Linked DNA regions of Triticum aestivum: region 1 is linked to region 2. The links are chromatin contacts, called in public Hi-C maps. All regions are on one chromosome and are shown on one strand. The core of a region is the stretch at or near the end of the contact, and the rest is flanking DNA. Distances in the headings are between cores, read along the strand shown.

What was found. A called contact is a pair of places that touch in the nucleus more often than the background predicts.
Region 1: a contact with region 2 is called in a Hi-C map of leaf, with 4 times the contacts expected there. The contact joins two enhancer-like sites. A contact is called at or near these places in 2 of 5 Hi-C or Micro-C datasets (both in leaf).

Annotation. Positions count from the first base shown.
Region 1 is chr5D:220,939,860-220,946,992 of IWGSC CS RefSeq v2.1, forward strand. No RefSeq gene overlaps it. Among protein-coding and RNA genes, the nearest start is that of LOC123120222, 100 kb to the right of the region's middle. Within about 2 kb of position 3,537, at least 4 of the 8 cell types and tissues checked have an H3K27ac peak or open chromatin away from gene starts, as enhancers often do. A contact at or near this core is called in leaf, where this site is marked.
Region 2 is chr5D:220,658,591-220,665,751 of IWGSC CS RefSeq v2.1, forward strand. No RefSeq gene overlaps it. Among protein-coding and RNA genes, the nearest start is that of LOC123120216, 16 kb to the left of the region's middle. Within about 2 kb of position 4,216, at least 1 of the 8 cell types and tissues checked has an H3K27ac peak or open chromatin away from gene starts, as enhancers often do. A contact at or near this core is called in leaf, where this site is marked.

The DNA.
Region 1 (7,133 bases), core at 2,287-4,786, 280 kb after region 2:
CTTGTCGTTAAGCAAAGTGAGACTTTTTCTGACCAATTGGATGAGAGATGGTGTTCAGAAAGGTAGCCCCAGGAGGATAGATGCCGTCAACCAGATGGTAGCCCATGTTGTACCCATGCCCATTGATCGTACAGTGGCAAGGATGAGCTTTTCTTTCAGCTAGCCTAGCAAACAATGGTGATCGCTGCAGCATATTGATGTCATTGTGAGACCCGGGCATGCCAAATAAAGCGTTCCAAATCCAAAGATGATGTGATGCAACTGCTTCAAAAATGATGGTGGGCTTCTTAACATGACCATGAAAGTGCCATTATAGAGCTTTCAAGCGGTTCTTCCATCTCCAATGCATGTAGTAAAGAGATCCGAGCAAACTTGGCCACCCTCTTGCTTTCGAGATCGCCAAGAGCCTCTTGGTGTCTGCCACAGTTGGTTCTCTCATGTACCGAGGTCCAAACACCTCGACCACGGCAGTTGCAAACTTGACCATGGCATCTCCGCATGTGCTCTTAGAGATCCATAGGTATTCGTCACACAAATCAGCGGTCGTGCCATATGCAAGCATTGGCAGTGCGACCGCACTTCTAGTCACCAGAGAACCCAATCATTCCCATTGCGTCCTTCTTCAGATGAAGTAGTCATCAAAGGACCGGACGCCATGGTAGAGATGATCGAAGACATTTTTGCGCATTCGAAAGTGGCAGCGAAAATTGTCAGCAAAGAGGGCATCAGAGGCAAAGTAGTCATCCATCAATGTCAAATGGCCACATGCCCGGTTGCGTTTGAGCACTCGATGACCCATGATCAACCCCTTGAAATTTAGAACATGCTCCTCCGCAAGCTCCACGTCTGCAAGCACCGTCTGCATCATCGACATCTCATCCGTGTAGTCCTCCTCGTAGGACAAGCCGTCCGACGACTCAACATAGTGCTCGTATATGTTCTCCATATCCGAATTCATTGCTTCAAAGAAGAAGGGGCAAAAATATTTAGCTCGGGCATTCACCGAACAGTTATTGGGCATGGTGAGCATCGTAGGAGCGGATGGTACGTGTGCGGCGGTCGGAGGAGAGGTGAGGAACGGCGGCGGAGAAGCGGTGTGGAGACTGGGTGTACCGTTGGAGGTGACGGACTCGTCGAGTTCTAACAAAGGTGCGGCGTGGCGGTCGGGGTGGTGGAGCGGTGGCGAAGGCAGGAGAGAAAAACTGACGGAGAGAAAAATGGGAGGATGGAGACGCGGGGTCCAGGAGGGGTTTTGGGTGGGCTGGGGTGTCGAAGTCCTATGTGGCTGTTGTGCGGACTCCCATAAAGCCCTCCCCCTTCCCCGCCAATTTGTCTCGGGATTGCCAAAGAAAGTATGTCCGGACCGCTAGCGGACCGATACAGGCCCATGTTGGATGGCTCAACATGTCCGGACCACGCAGTTCGGACGGTTGCGGGCGGTTTGAGGATCTACTTTGGAGATGCCCTTACAAGGGAGAACTGCGCTTGGTGGTATGGAGTTGTCGATGGTTCCTTTGTGGGCTGACACCATCGTGGTCATTCCCGCATTCGATGAGTCTACCTGGCACGATGAGTCTACCTGGCACGAATGCGCTTTGAATGAGAAATAACCCCAAAAGAATAGCCTTGAGTCTAACTGCGATCATTTTGGATATGATCAAACTTGATCAAAGGCGCGCACGTATAACACACGCCTAGTTGATCAAAAGAACTGACTTAAGAAAAACACTCCCGTCCATCAACTTGAACCCCCCCCCCGGTCTGTTCGACTGTCTTATGCGCCCACCGTACGTCCCGGTGGGCATGAGCCTCTCTTCCCTGTGAAATCATCCATCCTTATCTCTTCTTCCCCGCCATCCATCTCTTGTCTTATGTCCACACATCATGGTGATCCGAGACACTACCGCCGTTGGGGGCCAACTGTGGAGACCTTGTTGCCACCGCCCTGTGTATTGCAGGAGTAGTGTTCTCCTTTCACCCATGTCTCGAATTTTGTCCCCGCCAAGATGCACGTGCGCGACGCCCACGGTTGCGTTTGCTGCACACCACCGACCATGCAAAGCCGATGCAACGACAGCGGGACAGTTGCAAGCCAGGGGGTCCTCGCCGTAGGTGCTTTGTGACGGTGGTCGTGTTGCAAGAGAGGACTCACGAGAGGTCCTTTGCAGCATGAATCGTGCTAGGACTCATTGAAGGTATTTCTACAACGAGCTTTGCAACACATGGACCGTGTTGAAACGAGGGGTTTGCAACATGGATCATATCGGAATGAAAGGCAAATAAGAGGGGCGATCACACGGTAGGACAGCTCGAGACCTAGACGACATTTCCCAAAGATCGGCCAGCCAATGCGGTAGCGCTGGCCATTGACTAAGACTACCCACAATGGGAGTAACATAGGTAGTAACATCACACATATCTAAATAACATAGATGATGTGGCAAGCAATAAATGAAGAAAGAGAGACATGTGGTAACATAGCTAGTTACTAGTAGTATGAGTAACATCACACATATCAAGGCAAGATGAGTCTATAGCCTAATAAATGAAGTGTTGCATGTTACCACACATATGTTACTCCCCACTAGGTTGGCCATAGTGGGGTAACATAAGTAGTATCATGCACTTGGGACTCGCAAACATGCTTATGTGGCAGGCAATTTAAAAAAAGAGATGGTTATAGTAACATAGGTAGATATCGTAACATAATAAATATGATGCTACTATGTGTCATGCATGGCAATAAATGAGACCACCTATGATACTAATCTATGATACTATGCATTATAGAGGTAGTAATATAGACTAGTAACATATGCATTGTGACGTGAACCCGGGTTAGTATGCCTATGTTACTAGTCTATGTTACTACCCATCGTGGCTAGTCTAAAAAATCGTCGATAAGAAGGTGAATGACTAAAGCGGGACACGTGTCGTGATGTGAACCCGGGTTAGTATCTTAGGTGGGCAGTGATTAAGTACATAAATAATGCTTTGACAGTGTTCTTCCACGTGTGCTGTGCAATCCCCGCCTCCAGCTGCTCGACACCTGGTACGCGTCACTTAAACAAGTGTGCTAATTTAGTCAAATCGAACCGCACAAACAGGAGTGCCCAGTGGTAGGACAATGGGATGGGATGCAGATGCAGGTTTCTCCATAATTAAGTACGAGTAAAATATTTTATTTTGGCCGGTGATGCCATCCTCCGCATGATAATAGATAAGTCAAACGAACTTCCGTGGACTAGAATAAAGGGATTCCTGATGGCTCGCGCACATGATGCCATGCTGATCAAGAAAGCATGCACGGCCACTAGAAAAACATGTAAATGCACCGGTGCAGGGGTCACTGGATAACAACTTAACGAGTCATTTTCTCAACCCGGAAATCGCCCGGCATCACCGCTGGACACGATACTAACGTCGCAGCAGCCGGCACCAGAACAACGCCGGCAGCCGGCAGGGCCTACGAGCCGGGGGCCATCGTCGATAGGAAAAGGCCGCGCGCGGCGTGGGTACGGTCGTGTACGCGGCCGTCCTGAGTCCACACCGGCCAGGGGAACGTCGTGATGGGTCAGGTGTCGTGCTCTGCTGCCGCGCCCACGTACGGAGGATGTCTCTTCACGACGGTGCGGACGCGTTGTATTTTGCGCGCTGGGTCGATGAGTACGGTGGACGGACTCTTAGAGCAACACCGGCAATTTCCCTAAAAAAGACTCTCAGAGAGTAAATTTAGGATAAGTTTCCAGAGAGAAACTTTTTGTCAACTCCTTGAAACTTCTTTTTTTAGAAAATTTTCTATCCATTAATCATTAACCATGGTAGTACAACTAACACTAGAAATAATAAAAATCGATCCGTAAGTCATCTAGCGACAACTACAAGCATTGAGCCGAACCGAAGGCGCGCCGCTGTCATCGCTCCTCCCTAGCCGGAGCCAGGCAAAACTTTTGTAATAGACAGTCGGAAAATCGTCGTGCTAAGGCCACCTAGGACCAACACACCATAACAGCAACCACATACTTTCGTGTGTAATGAGAAAAACATGTACACGAACATAGACGAACAACGATTAGATCCGAGCAAATCCACCAATGATAGATCCACCGGGGATGCACCTTCACAAGCCCACCGACCATGCTAGACGCACCATCGGAATGGAGGCTAAGCGGGAAGAACCTTATTCCATCTTCACGGAGCCGCCGCCGTCTTGCCTTCCTGAATAGGACACAACCACTAACAAAACTTGAAGAAAGATTTTAAAACGAAGCCCTCCCACCGGCACGCCCCCATGGTTCTAAAGCCACGGGCGACGAGGCAAGCCAACGGCAGCGCCGACGGGAGGCAGAGAAATCCTAACTCCTCGAAACTTCTTTCCCTATTTTCTTATTTTTATTAAACTTTTTCTAGCTAATGGCCTGGGTTCGGCAAGTCAGTGGTTGGGCAGGAGCACTGGGCTGGCGGTGTGGTAGTAGCAGCGAGTGGTGAGGCGGTGCGGTAGCGCGGCGGCGGCGAGGTGGCATGGGGACGGAGCGGCGGCGGTGCGGGATAGAGGGTGATAAAGTCTCGGGCGGTTTCTAACACGCCAAAACTTCAGGGGAAGGTCACCAGATGAAAGTCACGGCCGGATTTACTTAATCTGTCGAAGACGTTTTCTTGCCCATACTTCCCTAAATGATATTCTTAGAGATCTGTTAGAGTTGATCTTAGTGCGATAAGTTTGTCAGGTGGCTATATCAGCCACTTCCAACATCCCTCCTTCAGTATTTGTTATGGTTCATATTGTTTTTCTTATTTAGTCATTACAAATTTACAATAATAAATATTTTACCAACAGGATGCCATGAGCAGATTTATTTTCTAGCCAAGAACAATTTTATGTTATGCTTGTATTATTGAATACTCATCCAAAAGTCTAAATTGATGAAGTAAGGCGGGCAATATATTTCAACACCCCCCCCCCCCACGTCTAGGCTATGTTAGTCCTTAGACATGGGATCGATGTAGGCCGTAGAATCGTTTTTATTGAATATTGCGTTGGCAGGGTCTTCAAAAGACCACTTAGCTCTGATACCATATTGAATTCATGCTCCAGCCAGCTCATTCAAAAGTCCGAATTGATGGAGGGAGACAAACAATATATTTCAACATATTGAATTCATGCTCCAGCCAACTCATCCAAAAGTCCGAACAGATGGAGGGAGACGGGCAGTATATTTCAACACCCCCCCTCACGTCTAGGCTATTTTAGTCTTTAGACATGGGATCGGTGTAGGTTGCAGTATCTTTTTTTAATACTACGTTGGCAGGGTTTTAAACTCAAAACCTCTTGGCTCTGATCCCATATTGAATTTATGCTCCAGTCAATTCATTTAAAAGTCCGAACTGATGGAGAAAGACATGCAATATATTTCAATACGTACTTAGTTGTAGCTGCACCTGCAGTAGCGATTGACATTATCTTCAAATCTAACTATATTCTGTGCAGATGAAATCATGAGTTCAGTTTACTGCAGTAAAACATACCTCAGCAGTATTCAAGATTGTCATATCGTTGGACCATACTTGGATCTCGTGCAAGGTACGATCACATGGCATTTGATCGTGTTACCCAGCTCCTCTTTAACTAAACTTTAACATTTTCATGGAGAACTGTCTGGTGCTAGTGATTTATTATAACGAGCAGGCATGCGGGGCTTAAATGGTTTGCTGATTTTTTTTCTTAGGCCTAAATGGGTTGCAGATAGCATGACCCATTTAGCACAGGCTAATTTTTTTTGAAGATATTTAGGGAATGTAAGCAATGAAAAATATATTCAAATATTCGTGAGTTGTAAATATTATACAAACAAACAAAGTATGATTAGTAAATAAAAAACATACCCATGTATTATATATATTTTAGAAATACAAACATTTAAACTGTTTAATGAATACAGAAAAATACACTCGCGGCTTATAATTAAATTATACAAAATGATGAATACAGGCATTTACTAATTATTTATGAATATTCACTTCTGTATAATTATCACTCCTGCCTAATATTCAAGAAAATTATATATTATAATTATCAGCCAAGTTTGAATATTCATATTGACATTTTACATTTTATGATTATTTTCATTATAAAACATCAACTATACAAATGTGAGTATAATTAGGGAAATGTTTGTATGTTTAAAAATATTATTAAAATTTTAATTTGTATATATTTGTGTTACTTTCAATTATACGGAATATTTTCAAAACAATACGTGATTTTTTAAAAGTATTTTATTTCATTTGTATGTATAATATTTATACCACGTATTTACTTTTATTACTGAGATTATAATTTTACACATCTTATAAAAATTTCTAAAAATGACATACAGGAGTATAATGAGCGCACTGACTACAGTCCATATTAGCTCCATGAGCGTCTTCGTTCTAGTACATTAAGGCTTGCCATCCGGGCGCGCCTATGACTCGCTTGAGGCGAGACCTAGGGCAGCCCCCCGCCGCGCGAGACTGTGCCGGCCCAGTCCACGGAAGGCCACAACCTCGTTTATTTCTGTGCTTTTTGTTTTGTTTTTGTTTTTCGTTTTCTGCTCTCCTTTTTACTTTTATTTATACTTTTAAAATATTATAATATACTTACTTACCAAGAACACACTACAGAATGATTTGAAAAATGTTAATCTAGCATTTGTATAATGTTAATGTGTATAGAAAAATTCTTAGGTGTACGAAACTACGACGTATTTACAAAATGTTAATCAAGCATTTGAAGAAGAGGTAATAAGATCAGTAGTGCTTAAATTTGCCATCAATGTTTACTTTGGTACTTGAACTTGAAAAATACGTCGAACTGGTTCTAAAACTTGGCAGTATGATTCAAATACTGTTCCAATCACGTACAGATGCGTACGTGTTGCTGACTAAACGTGGCGCGGGACTCACATGCAGTGTCGGGACGGACTGACTTGCAGAGTATATGTCTCAATGAATATCGGGTCACATGTGTCAGTCAAAACAGAAAAAAAAAGGGTTAGTTGGGATTCGAACCATGCAGCTCGCAGAACACACGACCCATGATAACCAGTTCGCCCAGGTGACTTTATTGGGGCGCCCCTATATCTCGCCTTCAG
Region 2 (7,161 bases), core at 2,966-5,465:
GCCCTCTTCGCCGCGCAGAACGCCGCTCCCTACAGCGGCTACGGTGCCGCACCTCAGCCCGCGCCCGCCTACGGCGCCGCCCCCGCGCCGGCCTACGGAGGGTTTTACTGCCACGGTGGGACCCGGCCCTTCTCGCCGCCCTGCACTCCGCTCCGTCGACGAGTTCCTACGGTGGCGGTGGTGACTGGTACATGGACTCGGGCGCCACCGCTCACATGACTGCTCATCCCGGTAACCTCACATCTGCCACTCCTGTTCATATTCCCACTCGCATCACCGTTGGTAACGGTTCCTCTCTACCCATTACACATGTCGGTCATATGTCGTTTCCTTCTACTTCTACTCCCGTTAACATGTCTAATGTTCTTGTGTCTCCCAACTTAGTCACTAATCTAGTTTCTGTTCGTCGTCTTACTCGTGAGAATCCTATAACTGTTGAATTTGACGATGTCAGCTTTTCTGTGAAGGACGCCCGTACACGGATGGTACTCCATCGATGTGACAGCCCGGACGAGCTTTACCCGGTGCATCCCTCCGGCGCCACCACCACCCGTCGTCCCGCCGCCTTCGCCGCTAGTGTCGATCTTTGGCACGCCCGTCTCGGTCACCCCAACTCCACCGTTATGCGTCAGATTCTTCAGAGTTTTTCTTTCTCATGTAATAAGGTTGACAACCACACTTGTGAGGCTTGCCATCTTGGCAAGCACGTTCGTCTCCCCTTTAGCGAGTCTACAAACATTTCCACTTTTCCATTTCAGTTATTGCATAGTGATGTTTGGACGTCCCCGGTTGAGAGCAACACGGGCTATCTATACTATTTGGTGATATTGAATGATTTTACCCATTATGTGTGGACATTTCCTCTTCATCGCAAGTCCGACGCTCTTGCCACGCTCACCGCCTTTTATTCATATGTCACCACACAGTTCGGTCGTCCCATTCTCGCCTTGCAAACTGACAACGGCAAGGAGTTTGACAACGTCGCCGTCCGCAATCTTCTTGCGTCGCACGGCACCATTTTTTGCCTCACTTGTCCATACACGTCACAACAGAATGGTCGCGCCGAGCGCGTCATTCGCACCCTTAATGACTGTGTCCGCACGTTGCTCTTCCACTCCTACGTGCCTCCTCAGTTCTGGCCGGACGCGCTCGCGACCGCCAGCCTTCTCATTAACATTCGCCCGTGTTGTTCGCGTTGGAACTACACTCCTCACCAGCTCCTTTCGGTGCGGTTCCATCTTATGATGGTCTTCGCATTTTTGGGTGTCTCTGTTATCCTATCACCGCGTCCGCTGCTCCTCACAAACTCGCTCCCCGGTCGCTTCCATGCATCTTCCTTGGTTATCCTCCCAACACCAAAGGTTACCGGTGCTATGATCCAGTGTCCCACCGCGTTTTTACTTCGCGGCATGTGTACTTTGATGAGCTGGTGTTCCCGTTTCAGCAGGTACCGTCACCCTCGGCGTCTCCCGCGGCACGGTTCGCCCCTGCCTCCTCCTCTGGCGAACCGACCAGCCGCGCACCGGGCTCGACTCTGCCTGCGCTCCCCGCATCGGCGGCCCCCATCGCCGCGACCCCCACCGCGGCCCCCTCGGCGGCCCCCGACGCGGCCCCCTCGGCCGCCCCCGTCGTCGCGGCTGCACCCCTCACCGGTGTGGTCACTCGGGCTCGGACTGGGACACTTCGTCCTAGCACGCGCTACACGTATGACGAGTACGCGTGTGCTGCATCTACCTCGGCACCGTCTCCACTCCCCACCTCCGCTCGCGCAGCTCTTCGGGATCCGAACTGGCTTGCTGCGATGCGTGAGGAGTTTGACGCCCTGCAGCGCAACCGTACGTGCCAGCTTGTCCCGCGGCCTCCCCGTGCCAATGTGATCACTGGCAAGTGGGTCTTCCGCCACAAGACTCGCCCCGACGGCTCTCTCGAGCGCTACAAGGCGCGTTGGGTGGTGCGCGGCTTTCGCCAGCGTGCCGGCGTGGACTTCACCGACACCTTCGCCCCGGTTGTCAAACCGGGCACGATTCACGCTGTCCTCCAGCTTGCTGTTTCTCGCGCCTGGCCAGTTCACCAGCTCGATGTGTCTAATGCTTTTTTGCATGGCCATCTCGACGAGCAGGTGTTTTGTCAGCAGCCTACTGGTTTCGTCGACACCGACTATCCGGACCACGTGTGCTTGCTTTCTCGTTCTCTCTACGGGTTGAAGCAGGCGCCTCGGGCCTGGTACCAGCGGATCGCGGCCTTCCTTCAGCAGCAGGGGTTCCGGTCCACACGGTCCGATGCCTCCCTGTTTGTTTATCACCAGGGTCCCGCCACCGCGTACCTCCTCCTGTATGTCGACGACATCATCCTGGCTGCTTCCTCGCCAGTGCTCCTTCAGCAGATCACAACTCGCCTCGGCACTGAGTTCGCCCTCAAGGATTTGGGGGCTCTCCACTACTTCCTCGGCATCGAGGTTGTGCGCCGGGCTACTGGCTTCTTCTTGCATCAGCAGAAGTACGCCTACGAGCTTCTGGAGCGCGCGGGCATGCTTAACTGCAAGCCTGCTCCTACGCCTGTCGACACGAAGGCTAAGGTGTCCGCCGTCGAGGGATCTCCGGCGTTCGACGCTCCCTACTACCGCTCCATCGTCGGTGCGCTTCAGTACCTCACACTGACGCGTCCGGACATTCAGTATGCTGTCCAGCAGGTGTACCTTCATATGCATGCTCCTCGTGATACTCATTGGGCCCTGGTGAAACGTATCCTTCGGTACATACGTGACACCACAGCTATGGGTCTCACCCTGACGGCATCACCTGACACCAGCCTTGTCGCCTACTCCGACGCCGACTGGGCTGGGTGTCCCGACACTCGACGCTCCACTTCCGGCTACTGCGTCTACCTCGGGCCCTCTCTGATTTCGTGGTCGTCTAAACGACAACCCACGGTCTCACGATCGAGTGCCGAGGCCGAGTACAGGGCCGTGGCCAACGCCGTTGCGGAGTGCTCTTGGCTACGACAGCTACTTCAGGAGTTGCTATGCGAGGTTTCTAAGGCGACGCTTGTTTACTGCGACAACGTCTCCGCGGTGTATCTTGCCGCCAACCCTGTCCATCACCGACGGACGAAGCATATTGAGCTCGACATTCACTTCGCCAGGGAGCACGTCGCACTTGGTCGTGTTCGAGTTCTCCATGTGCCCACCGATCAGCAGTTCGCCGATGTCATGACGAAGGGACTACCCACCTCGACATTTGAGGGCTTTCGGTCCAGTCTCTGCGTCACCGGCGACGCTTCGACTGCGGGGCGGGGGGGGGGGGGGGGGTTGAACATGTGTACATGTACGTAGGTCTGGGTTTTGTATGCCGCACCTGTAGTGTCTCTCTCCCTCTGTATTTACTTGTATCTTGAAAGACAAGACACCCACCGGTTACACCCCTTGTACCTATATATATGTGCCTAATGCACGATCAATCAATCATCAATGCACAAAATCATTCTCTACCCATTCCATGGCCTGCAAAATGTGCCCGTGTGTTTTGCCTCGGTGCGGCGGCGCCGCCTAACTCATCTGCGCAACCGAAATGACACAGACAACATGCATTGCATGCCAAGCAAAATGAAATCACGGTTGCGCGCGCGACGTCGCGACTAATTTATTGACGCAAAGCCACCGAATCTGAGATCTGGCGGTCGGACGAAATTCAACAATCGTACCTATGCTATGCTATATGCTTTTCCCGGGGACATGTCTTGCCATCTTCTTTTATTTTTATATATACGCGAGATGCAGGTCCAGTGGTCTCCCTTGCCCTACGTGTCTCTTTGACATTGGGCAATGCGTATGTACGTACGTATCATTTACTCTTCTCCAACCGAAGAACACTCCGAATTTCAGTTGGGCAAGCTAGCAAATGGAAGGCCTTTTAAACGTGCTGGCCAAAAAAAACGACTCCCAATATCAAGATGTTTTTTTTTTGGAGGGAAATATCAAGATGTGATAGTACTAAAAGCGGCGTGCTCCTCGATCGACGTCTGAACCTGCATTTGTTTTCCCTTCCTTCTTCGCAGCGCCGCCTTTCTCTTGCCATGTTTCAAACCTCCTTGTACCGATAATCCTACGGAACACGTTTCCTTGTTCCATCACGTTCGTTAGGGCCACTCATGTAGAGTTTGTGGCTCAAATTTCAAAAGTTGGGAGGTGATCGATGGAGCTGCTCTTTGTTTAGGAGCTTGTCCTCTGTCACCTGCTGCGTCACCCACAACTCACACATCGGTCATTTGTCATCGCCTACGCAAACTACCACAGTTCATATTATATTAGCTAATAGCTACCCCCACATGACGAGTAGAGTGACCGATGGCACCAGAGAAACACACGACGGGCGCATCACGTCAATACGAAACATATGTTTGTTCCGGAACATGTCCAAAGCAAGCCTTTTCTACATAACGAATCCAAAGAAACTCATGTGTACGTATTTGTATGCCGGTTGGTCGATCGAGCTTCTTTCCTCTTGTGTCCACTCATGGTAGCTCGGAACAAAGAAAGGTCCTACTAGTAGGAGGGGAACCTTTGGAACATGAGGTAGGTGAACCTGTTTTTTATTAATAAATAGCAATTGCAAAAAAAGGGATAATTAGATTTATGCCCCTAGTTGTGTCTCACTCGTATGTTTTACCCCTAATTTTCAAAAGTCATCGGTTCTGTCCAAGTCACTTTGCTCTTCTTATGCTTTTGCCCTTTGACCGTTTGATCGTCAGTTTGAAAAATTCATAACTAATTCATACTAAATCAGAAAAATGCAAATAAGATACCAAAATGTTCGGAAAAATATCACCTATATACCAGTGTCATTTGCATTCATGAAAAAAGTGTTAGAAAATGCACATCCAAGTTTTAGCTCTTTTGATACCACCATGAATAGTAAAATCTAAAAAATAAAAAAAAATAAAAAAGGAGGGTAAAGAACGACAAATGTTCTAAGTGCCTGCCAAGTTTCATCAGGGAAGAACATTCGTGGGTGCCGCAGCAAAAAAACAACCAGCACTCCAAAATAGATTATTTTTTTGCCACGACTTCCATGAATGTCATTCCCTGATGGAACTTGGCAAGCACTTAGAACATTTGTCGTTCTTTGCCCTCCTATTTTTTTGAATTTTTTTGAATTTTTTTAGATTTTACTATTCATGGTGGTATCAAAAGAGGTAAAACTCGGATGTGCATTTTCCAACACTTTTTTCATGAATGCAAATGACACTGGCATATAGGTGATGTTTTTCTGAACATTTTGGTATCTTATTTGCATTTTTCTGATTTAGTATGAATTAGTTATGAAGTTTTCAAACTGAAGGTCAAACGGTCAAAGGGCAAAAGCATAAGAGGAGCAAAGTGACTTGGACAGAACCGGTGACTTTTGGAAATTAGGGGTAAAACAGACGAGTGGGACACAACTAGGGGCATAAATCTAATTATCCCGCAAAAAAAAGGGGTCATGAAACTTTTCGAAAACAAACTTGTTCATTCATTACACTCATTTAAAAGCTTTTTCAAGGAAATGACTTTCATGGTACTGTGGGTGAAAAAAACAAAATCAGCACTATAGCGGAGTTAGAGCATCTGCAACCAGGATTGGCTAATTTTGATCCCCAAAAGTTCGTGGGCGTGTCTGGTCAGTGGTCGGGCACGTTTGTTTTAAGCCTCTATTTGTGCATGCATCCAACCATGTCCCCTACATCCTTCTTAAGTTAAATGCATGGGATTTGTGAGGATGGAGAAAGAAAGAATAAAAAAGAAAGAATAGAAAAAGAAAGTCATTTGGATGGAGAAAGAAAGAATACGTAGGAGTGGGCCGCATCCTACGTGGAGGGCTGCCCGGATGCCTGGACATCCCCTATTTGGTGTGGATATTGGGATTTGTGGACAATCTGGTCATACGGGGACAAGGGGGACCGCGGGGGGGGGGGGGGGGGAGGTTCCAGTTGGGTGCTTTTTTTTCTTCTCTCCTGCCCGCACAGTGACCGGGCTGTCCGATGGGACGTTTGAGGGGTCTGGTTGTAGATGCTCTTACTATTCACTCTTTTTTCCCTGAAATTTTTGTTTTTTTTTGCCAGATTTCTGATGGAAAACCCTCACTGACGAAATTTTATACGAGTGTGCCAGCAGGTCAAATTTGTTCCACAAAATCAAAATATTTTGACTTTTTCCTGATCTTTTTCCATATCAAGTTCTACCCGCAGGTTCCGGGGGCATTTCCCCCGGCTAGCACCTCTATGTACAACTAGCGATTAAGTTGGAGAGGCCTAAGAGTTGTCTATTTGGGCCATGGAGTTTCTGCTCTCAGGTGCATGTGCACTCAGATGAAGAATTAAAGATAAATAAAATAATTTCTCGCAAAAAAGGATAAATAATAATTCCAATTTTTGTGATAAATATCAACGATGTTTACTTGTGAGTAAAATTTTGTAATGGAAGGACATTTGTGGGGGTCTGAAAAAGAAACGATGCTCGAAAAATATTTTGGAGCATTGATTTTCTTTCTCACACATCCGTGAATGCCATTTCATCGCCACAATTTACATGCAGGTCAAAAACTAATCAACCCATGTTGTCAAAAAAATTCAAAGAAAGGTGATGTGTACGTATTTGTATGCCGGTTGGTTGATCGAGAGCTTCTTTCCTCTTGTGTCCAGTCATGCTAGCTCGGAACAAAGAAAGGTCCTACTAGCAGGAGGGGAACCTTTGGAACATGAGGTAGGTGAACCTGTTATTTTTCTTAATAAATAGCAATTGAAAAAAAAGGGTCAGAAAATCATGATTTTTTTTAAACAAACTTGATCGTTCGTTACACCCGTGTAATTTTTTTTGCAAGGAAATGACTTTCATGGTATTGTGGACGAAAAAAACAAAATTAGCACTATGGTAGAGTTAGAGCATCTACAACGAGGATTGGCTAATTTCGGTCTCCAAACGTATCCGGTCAGTGACCCGGACGCGTCTGTTTTGAGCCTCTATTTTGTGCATGCATACAACCATGTCCTCTACATCCTCCTCAATTTGTCCGGTTAAATGCATATGATTGCTGGGATGGAGAGAGAAAGAGAAAATAAATAATAAAAAGGAGAAAAGATGGTCCGGAATGGGCCGCATCCTACGTGGAGGGCTGCCCGAATGCCCGG